Linked DNA regions of Mus musculus: region 1 is linked to region 2. The links are chromatin contacts, called in public HiChIP or PLAC-seq maps. All regions are on one chromosome and are shown on one strand. Each heading gives the region's core, a stretch centred on a gene start, on an enhancer-like site or on the middle of the called end of the contact. The rest is flanking DNA. Distances are from core to core; before and after follow the strand shown. Region 1 overlaps Gm51549 (a long non-coding RNA gene). Region 2 overlaps Gm39242 (a long non-coding RNA gene).

What was found. HiChIP or PLAC-seq counts read pairs in DNA pulled down with a chosen protein or histone mark.
Region 1: a contact with region 2 is called in an H3K4me3 HiChIP or PLAC-seq map of embryonic midbrain, with 4 times the contacts expected there. The contact joins two enhancer-like sites. A contact is called at or near these places in 1 of 484 Hi-C or Micro-C datasets (palatal mesenchyme), 5 of 115 datasets of contacts at active chromatin or transcription factors (craniofacial prominence, differentiating embryonic stem cells, embryonic midbrain and 1 more) and 1 of 9 other capture datasets (embryonic stem cells).

The regions. Positions count from the first base shown.
Region 1 is chr8:108,384,854-108,388,683 of GRCm38.p6, forward strand. It overlaps Gm51549 (a long non-coding RNA gene), which reads right to left. Exons shown (of 3, transcript XR_003947449.1): 2 at 99-321. It also overlaps a transcript of Zfhx3 not described here. Among named protein-coding and RNA genes, the nearest start is that of Gm51549, 7.2 kb to the right of the region's middle. Within about 2 kb of position 2,503, at least 57 of the 459 cell types and tissues checked have an H3K27ac peak or open chromatin away from gene starts, as enhancers often do.
Region 2 is chr8:107,822,315-107,826,128 of GRCm38.p6, forward strand. All of the region lies in intron 2 of Gm39242 (a long non-coding RNA gene), which reads right to left. It overlaps Gm42040 (a long non-coding RNA gene), which reads left to right. Exons shown (of 3, transcript XR_879157.1): 3 at 541-976. Among named protein-coding and RNA genes, the nearest start is that of Gm39242, 10 kb to the right of the region's middle. Within about 2 kb of position 2,452, at least 43 of the 459 cell types and tissues checked have an H3K27ac peak or open chromatin away from gene starts, as enhancers often do.

The sequences.
Region 1 (3,830 bases), core at 1,253-3,752, 560 kb after region 2:
TTGCCATTCAAAGGGCCTGAAGTAAAATAATAAGTAAAATAAAAATCAAGGAATGCGCCATCTGTGGCAAAGGTGAACATCCCTCTGAAAAATCTTACCTTATTTCCTGCCTCGCTTTGGTCACTGGTGATACAAACAGTTAGGATGGTGGTAATGATGAGGGTAAAAAGGTTCCCTCCGGACTTATCTGGAGGCTCATATCGGGCTTGAAGAACGGCAGCCCTAGGGCCCATCTCGGGCATCCATAATGGCCACCTGCGTGCACAGAAGCCATCTCTCTGCAGCTGTAAACCAGTCCACGTATCTGAGGATGCCGTAGTTCTGTGGGGGAAAGCAAGCACCTAGGTTGATTTGTTGCTCTAGAAGCCAAATGAGCTAATTAGATAATGTATATCTAAAGTGCTCAGAATGGGCTTAGCACCTGGGAGACTCTTAGGAAATGGAGACGGGGGAAGAAGAAGAGGTGCAAGAGGCTGCATGAAGGACTCAGAGACTAGGATCCTTCCCTGTAAAATGGGAAGAATAGCAACAATAATAATAACAACCAATGATGATGACAACAACGATGCCTACTTGCTGTCTTGCATGCATATAAAGTTAGTTAAAATGAGAGGATAGGTCCTCAGCTGATAGTGTCTAATAAGGGTCACTATCATTGCAAGAAGCCCCACCTATCTTCATGTGTAGGCAAAGCAGGAAATGTGACTAAATCTGGGGCTTGTAAGTCTCTGCTCTATTTAGGATTTGCTGATGCTGGAGGGGTTCCACCCACAGCCTGAGATTCGAGCCAAAGTGCATCCCAGAAGATGCTCACAGTTGCCCTTTGAGGCAGAGACACACGTGTTCACAGTAGAAAGTGAGGAAGAAAAGGAGGAGGAAGAGAGACAGAAGAGGAGGAGGAAGGAGAAGAGGAGGAGGAGGAGGGAATGATGGCCACTTTCTTCATCAGGACCACGGTGATGGACTGTTAGTTCCAGAGAGCCATTAGAAGCTTCCAGGTCGAAGGTAGAGACAGCTCCCGTTTGCACTTGAAGGGGAGTCTTCCACCCATAGGCTGGAGGCTGGCTTTATCCAGTTTCCAATGAAGGGCCAGTGAGTATGCCCATTTAAGGACGTCCTTCAGAGCGCTTTAGCTGGATTCCTATTTACCCATGACATATGCAACCGAGGAGTTCCCACTGAGGCACGGCACTTACCTCTCCCCCTTATTTTGTTCTTTTGGTTGGTTGGTTGGTTGGTTGGTTGGTTGGTCGGTTGGTTGGTTTGGTTTGGTTGGTTTGTTTTAAGATCTGAGTTTGTGGGATTCACTAAGAGACTTTATTTTTAGAACTCTGCCCAAAGGTGGGGGAGATAGATCAGCCAGCAGGAGCAGGGAGACCTGTGTGTAGATCTCCAGCGCATACGTAAACGTGAGGTAGGATGAAGGCTAGAGTCCAGGCAGTGAAGAGGCAGAGACAGAAGGATGTCTAGGCTTGCTGGCCAACCAGTCTCGCCAGTTCTGTAAGCTCCGGGTTCTGTGAGAGACCCTGCAACCCGTCTCAAAAAATAAGCGGGTAGGAGCACCCACAACCACAGTGGTCATTTGTCATTAGTGCTGTGCCCAGCTGTCATCACAGGAGTTCCTCACTACAGCCTCAGGTGGCTAGTACAGAGACCTATACCTGGTCAAAGTGAGACCATCAGCGATAGATTGCTCAGCCCCACTGGGGACAACTATAGCACTCAACACCAAGGCTCAGGGGACACTGAGGAAGAGGGCGTGGAAAGGATGTAAAAGCCAAGGAGAGGGAGATTTGCAGCAAAAGATGTCTTCTGCCCTGACGTCACCATATAGCTCGTGAATACACTGAAACTGGGGGGACCTGCACAACCTGTCCCTAAGTCACCACAGGAGGGGGAGGGGCACATAAGGCCTCACCCCTTTCCTAGCAGCTATTGGCAGTATCAGTTGTCGAGGAAAGAGTTATTTTCTTCAGTAGCAAACAGAGAAGCTGATCTTGCTCCAATGAATAGCCCCTCACTCGTGCCCGGGCAAGAATCTCTCATTCATTTAATGCATGGTCTCCACAGAGAGAGAACATGAGCAGAGGAAAGGGACTTAGCCAGAGGAGTGACAGTGGGACAGGAAGGGAGTAGGGGAGGAGAACGGGATGCAAATGACTAAAAAAATTCATCATATACATATATAAAACTGTCAAACGATGAAAATAATAATGCAAAAAAACATGCAAAAATAATAATAAAGTGGGAAATGGTTTAAAGAAGACACCCATTGTCAACCTCTGGCCTACACACACACACACACACACACACACACACATATACACACACACATGCAGCTCCGTACAAGTGGTTTTCTTCCATCTTTGCCTAGACAAGACCGTCCTGAGATCCAAAGCAACAATCGCCCCAGCACCAGGACAGTCTTGGCACTCTGTCCATATGTCCCTTGCTTTGGCCTTGAAGCCCCGCCCACTGTGTTTCCTGGGAGCTGACAGGCCTCACAGTCTGGAGACAACCGTTGCCAGCTTCCCCTTTTCAGGGCGCTTTAAGAAGTTCCCGTTTGGCTGTATTGGCCTGGCTTCCTTTGACTTTTCCGGGGGCACCTCCCGCCCTCCCAGTTCAAATCCTTTCTCGGATTCGCTATTGTTTGACTCCACGGTGCTTTTTGAATGTCAGAGCGAATTTGTGTTTCCAGTAAAGAAAGCACCTTTTTTTTTTTTTTTGCTTTGGGGGCCTGTTTTTAAAAATTGCATGGGATCTTAATTCCCGTGGAAAACTTAACTGTATCCCCAAGAAAAGGAACAAACAGGCAGAGAAAACCAGTGAGCGGGGCGGCCCCATGCCTTCACTCGCCCTGGCAGCCACACAATTGCATACAGCCAAGCTGACTAATGTTGACGTATCCAGGTTGGAAATGACAGGATATTGTGGAGGGCCAGTCACTTAATGAACCCCTGCGGGACCATCTTGGTTACTAACAATTTCTCTCTAACTCATGAGGCAGGGGAATCTCAAGCCCCCAGTGTTTCACTCCGTCACGTTCCCCCGCTGCCCCCTCTCCCCCCACCCCCGCCCTGCTCTGCACAAACAAACCAATTATGGCAACGGATATAAATTGGACCCCTTTTCTGAAAACGCTCCCTCAACCTTTTTTTGTCCGCCCTTCCTTCCTTGGCGCCAATCAGCTGGCTCACCAGGTGCACTGTGTGCCTGCACTCAGACTCAAACGCAAGTGCACACAAGTGTGTACGTGTGCACACTGCGGTGTGTATTCTGTACACAGCCTTCACTGATGTTTCTGCCCTTGGATTCAAGTTGGTTTTAGTCATCTATATATTCCTTTAATAATATTTTTCATGGAATACAACTTAAAAATCTTTTTTTTTAATTAGATATTTTCTTTATTTACATTTCAAATACTGTCCCTATACCCTTCCCCCGCCCTGCTCCCCTACTCACCCACTTCCACTTCTTGGCCCTGGCGTTCTCCTGTACTGGGGCATATAAAGTTATAGGGGCCTCTCTTCCCAATGATGACCGACGAGGCCATCTTCTGCTCCATAGCTGTCTTGTGTGAGGCTATGCCAGTGCCTGGCAAATACAGAAGTGGATGCTCACAGTCATTTATTGGATGGAACACAGGGCCCCCAGTGGAAGAGCTAGAGAAAGTACCCAAGGAGCTTAAATATCTTTTTACTGCCTTTTACACTTCAGCCAGCCCCGAAACTCTTTCCATCCTGTACCTTAGGGAGACCACTAGAATAATTCTCAGGCAGTGCCTGAGTAATTCATATTACTGCTAACTGTCCTCTGTCTTAGGTTTCTAT
Region 2 (3,814 bases), core at 1,202-3,701:
CCTGGCTCCATGATAGGAAACGAATCATTGAAATTGAGCTTTAGCCCCTCCAACTCCCCAAAACAAAACAAGTTACACCACAAAAAAACAAAAACAACTAAAAAACGTACCTGGAGTCTGTTTTAAGGAAAGGAAAGCGTTACCTATCATCTGGAGAGATAAGGCACCTGGCAGAGTTGGTTGTAGTCACTGCGGTTGTGTGTGTGTGTGTGTGTGTGTGCTCGCGCGCGTGTGTGCATGTGAGGACGCCCTTGCTTGTTCATGGATGTGGATTTTGAACCCATAGACTCAGTTAACCTCAGACCAAAACTTCTGAAAAGTCAGGACTGAACATATGTAAGCTCTCTCCCAGACATCGCTGTTTTCTGTACTGTGTGGTGTAACGATGATGTTTTACTTAACATATACATTGTGTTAGGCATAAATCAATAAGTGAGAGTTGACCAAAAGTATCTGGGAGATGCACACACACTATGCACAGATAATAAATACAATATTAACACAATGAACTTGAGTTGCTTTGGATTTTGCTATTTTTAGGGATGAGGGGAGGCACACATATGCACATTACTAAGTGTGAACAAAATCATGACATCCCCCAAGCCAAGAGATGGCAGAATGACCTTTGTGGCCAGTGGTGGGTCAGAAAAGCCCCAAGCTTGTCTTGCTGGAAGCCGAAGATGCCCCCGAAGACATCCAGTCTACCAGGACCGTGAACTTCAATGACGGGACAGTAATTATCGTGACTAATTTGAAGATGATCAAAAGCAACCACCCTGTTTTTACACTAGCACTGTTGGTTTCTAAATACACAGTCTGTGAGTCAAAATTGAGCTTCAGTTTTGGCAGACTCTGGCTGCCAGTCTCCCTCAGTCCTTACCTGGCACAGCATCCTCCCTCCCCCTCCCCGCCCTTCCCAGCTGACATACTCTGCCTCCTACCCTAAAGTTTTTAGCCCAGGCCTGGTCTGGGCTTCCCGGTCTCCAGAATCTGACTCTTGTAAAACCATAGCCATTTTGGCTACTGATCCTTTTGGGGTTCTTGGCTTTTTGTTCTCTTGGCCCTTGGATTCTCTCTTCTCTCCCCCTTCCCCTCAGTCTCTCTCTCTCTCTTTCTGTTTCTAGGGCCCAGTTTAGTCTGGACTTTTCCTGACGTTTCTTGTCAGTGCTCTCCCTCATAGCTACAAAAAAAAAAACAAAAACAAAAAACAAAAAACAAAAAACAAAAAAAAAACAAAAAACAAAAAAACAAAAAAACAAAACAAAACCAAAACCCGAAAAAATCTTTCTTCTTAATCCAAACCAAGTGGAGCAATCATGTCTGTCTCCTTTCTTCCTTTCTTTCTTTCTTTCCTTCTTTCTTTCTTTCTTTTCTTTTCTTTCTTTCTTTCTTTCTTTCTTTCTTTCTTTCTTTCTTTCTTTCTTTCTTCTTTCTTTTAAATAAACTTATTCACTTTGGAAAACAAGTGGGGGATAGGGCTAAAGATAACGTAACATGCTCTTTAAATATACATTAACTTTCTTACTACGCTCCTTGGGTGTGGAGACTTGTTATTTTACATGTAGAGGAATTACAAATCATTCTATAGGGACATCAGGGCAGGGAATGCTGTTGCATATTAAGACTGCTGTTTGTGGATCCTTGCGAGGCTTTTCCTTAATGTGATGTAAAGGTTTGTAAGCTGTCATCTCTCTGCTTGTAGGCTGTGTTTTACATAAAATCCTTCAGCTTCATTGACGCCAACCTGGATGTCCTTATCATTGCTATTTACAGTCCTGGGGTAGTAGTGTTAAGCCCGAATGGCATTAATAAAATAATGAACCGCTAGAAATTTGGATGCTCGCAATCACTGGTACCACTCTTTTTTGACACAAATGGCCAGCCTTTCTGGAAATTTGTTTTGCTAAACCTTTTCTTCAAATTCTTCTCTTGCCCTTTGACCTTTAACTTCCTTTCCTTTCTTCCGGTGCCCTCGCTGGCTCCTGATGCACATCTTTTAATCTCCTCCCTCTTTTCTTTGCCTCCTTCCTGACTTCATTCTCCCAGTCCCTCACCTCTTCCTTCCCTTTGCCCTCTCCCTCCCCCTTTTTTCTCCGCTTCCCCTTCTCTTCTTGCCTCTCCGTTCTCTCCCCTCCCTCATCCTTTTTGCCCCTCCTCCCCCCTTTTTCTTCCCTTTCTCCTTCTCTTTTTTTGCTTCCTCCTTTTGGTCCCCCCCCCCTTTCTCTTGCCCCCCTGTTCCCTTTCTCTCTTTGTCATTTCTCTGTGTGAGACGCATTCTTCACAATACTCCATCTTCACTGCTCTGTAGTTAACTCTGGGATGATGGTGTGGAAATTGACCATTGCCTAGCAATCCCGTGTGCGGCTTCTGCCAGCGAACCTGCTCGGCCCAGTCACCCCCTTCCTAAGCTCCACAGCGCGCTCTGCCTTCCTCAGCCAGCGAGCAAGCACTTCCCAGCTCCCACTGTTTGTCGCAGTCCACCTCGACACTCCCGCATCTTCCCGGATGCTTCCTAGGGATCCTTTTGAAATTGTTGCTAGCCTTTTGTTCCAGGCGCGCTCTGAGCTCCTGGGTCAGGCAGCTCGCAGCCTCCCTGGGGCAGTGCTATGATGAATTTTGGCATGGCCAGGCTGTTTAACAACTCCATTGCAGAAGTGCCAGCTTCCTCCAAGACTGAAAGGAGCTGTGATGAGTTTTTCTTTTTTTACCCCCAAAGGCTCCACCAGGTTCCAAAAATACCAAAGATTCCCGCAGATCTCTAAATTATGTGGCAATTTTTTAGAGCCACACCTACCCACTAAAAGTGAATTTTTCTGTTGCAGGAAACACAGCTCCTCTGTGATCTTATTAGTCGAGGGCCGGGATGCTCCTGAGACACATGTTGTTGTAGTCAGTGATTTGTTATTTCAGATTTCAGGTCCTGTCCTTCTTCCCTCGTGAGTGATTATCAATCGCGTGTTTTTGCCTTTTTACAAGTCATAATTGCTATGAAAGATTCTGCCAATTAGTTTAATGTTTGTCTTTTCAGAAACGTTTAGAAGGTGTCCATACTGAGTATACATATTTTAAAAAAATTTTTTTTACTTTAGATTATTTGTGTGGGCGTTTTGCCTGCTTGTCCGTAAGTATACTACATCTGTACCTAGTGTCCTTAGAGACCAGAGAGAGGTTCCCTAGTGCTACAGTTACAGGCAGTGTGAGCTACCAAGTTGGGTGCTGGGAACTGAACCCAGACTCTCTGCAAGAGCAGTAAGTTCTCTTTACCATGGAGTTGTGCCTTTAGCCTCCATGATTCTCTTTTTTTGAGGGTTGAACCAGTTATTTTAGAACCAGTCTGTTTCTGCTTGCATGTGAAAAATTATTTAAATTAGGGTATGTGGCCATCCATTCATATCTGTGGCTTCTGTATTCGTGGGCTTCAACAGCATACAAAAAAATTAGGGAAAGAGTTGTATCTGCTATAGGCAGGTATAGACTGTTCTTGTCATAATTTTTGAAACAGTGCACTGCAGGATCTGTTCACACAGCAATCTACACATGAGTTAAATATACAGGGGGGTGGGCTGAGGGGGAACCTCGGTCTAAGGTAGAGAGCATATGTATGTATTGCCATTTTTGTTTACTTTTCCTCCCTCCCTCCCTCCCTGCTTCCCTCCCTCCCTTTCCCTTTTTTCCTTTTTTCTTTTTTTCCCTTTTTCCCCCTTTCCCCCTTTCCCCCCTTTTCCCTTTCCCTTTTCCTTTTCCTTCCTTCCTTTCTCTCTTTCTCTCTTTGTTCCTTTCTCTCTCCCTCTCTCTCTTAGACATAGTTTCTCTA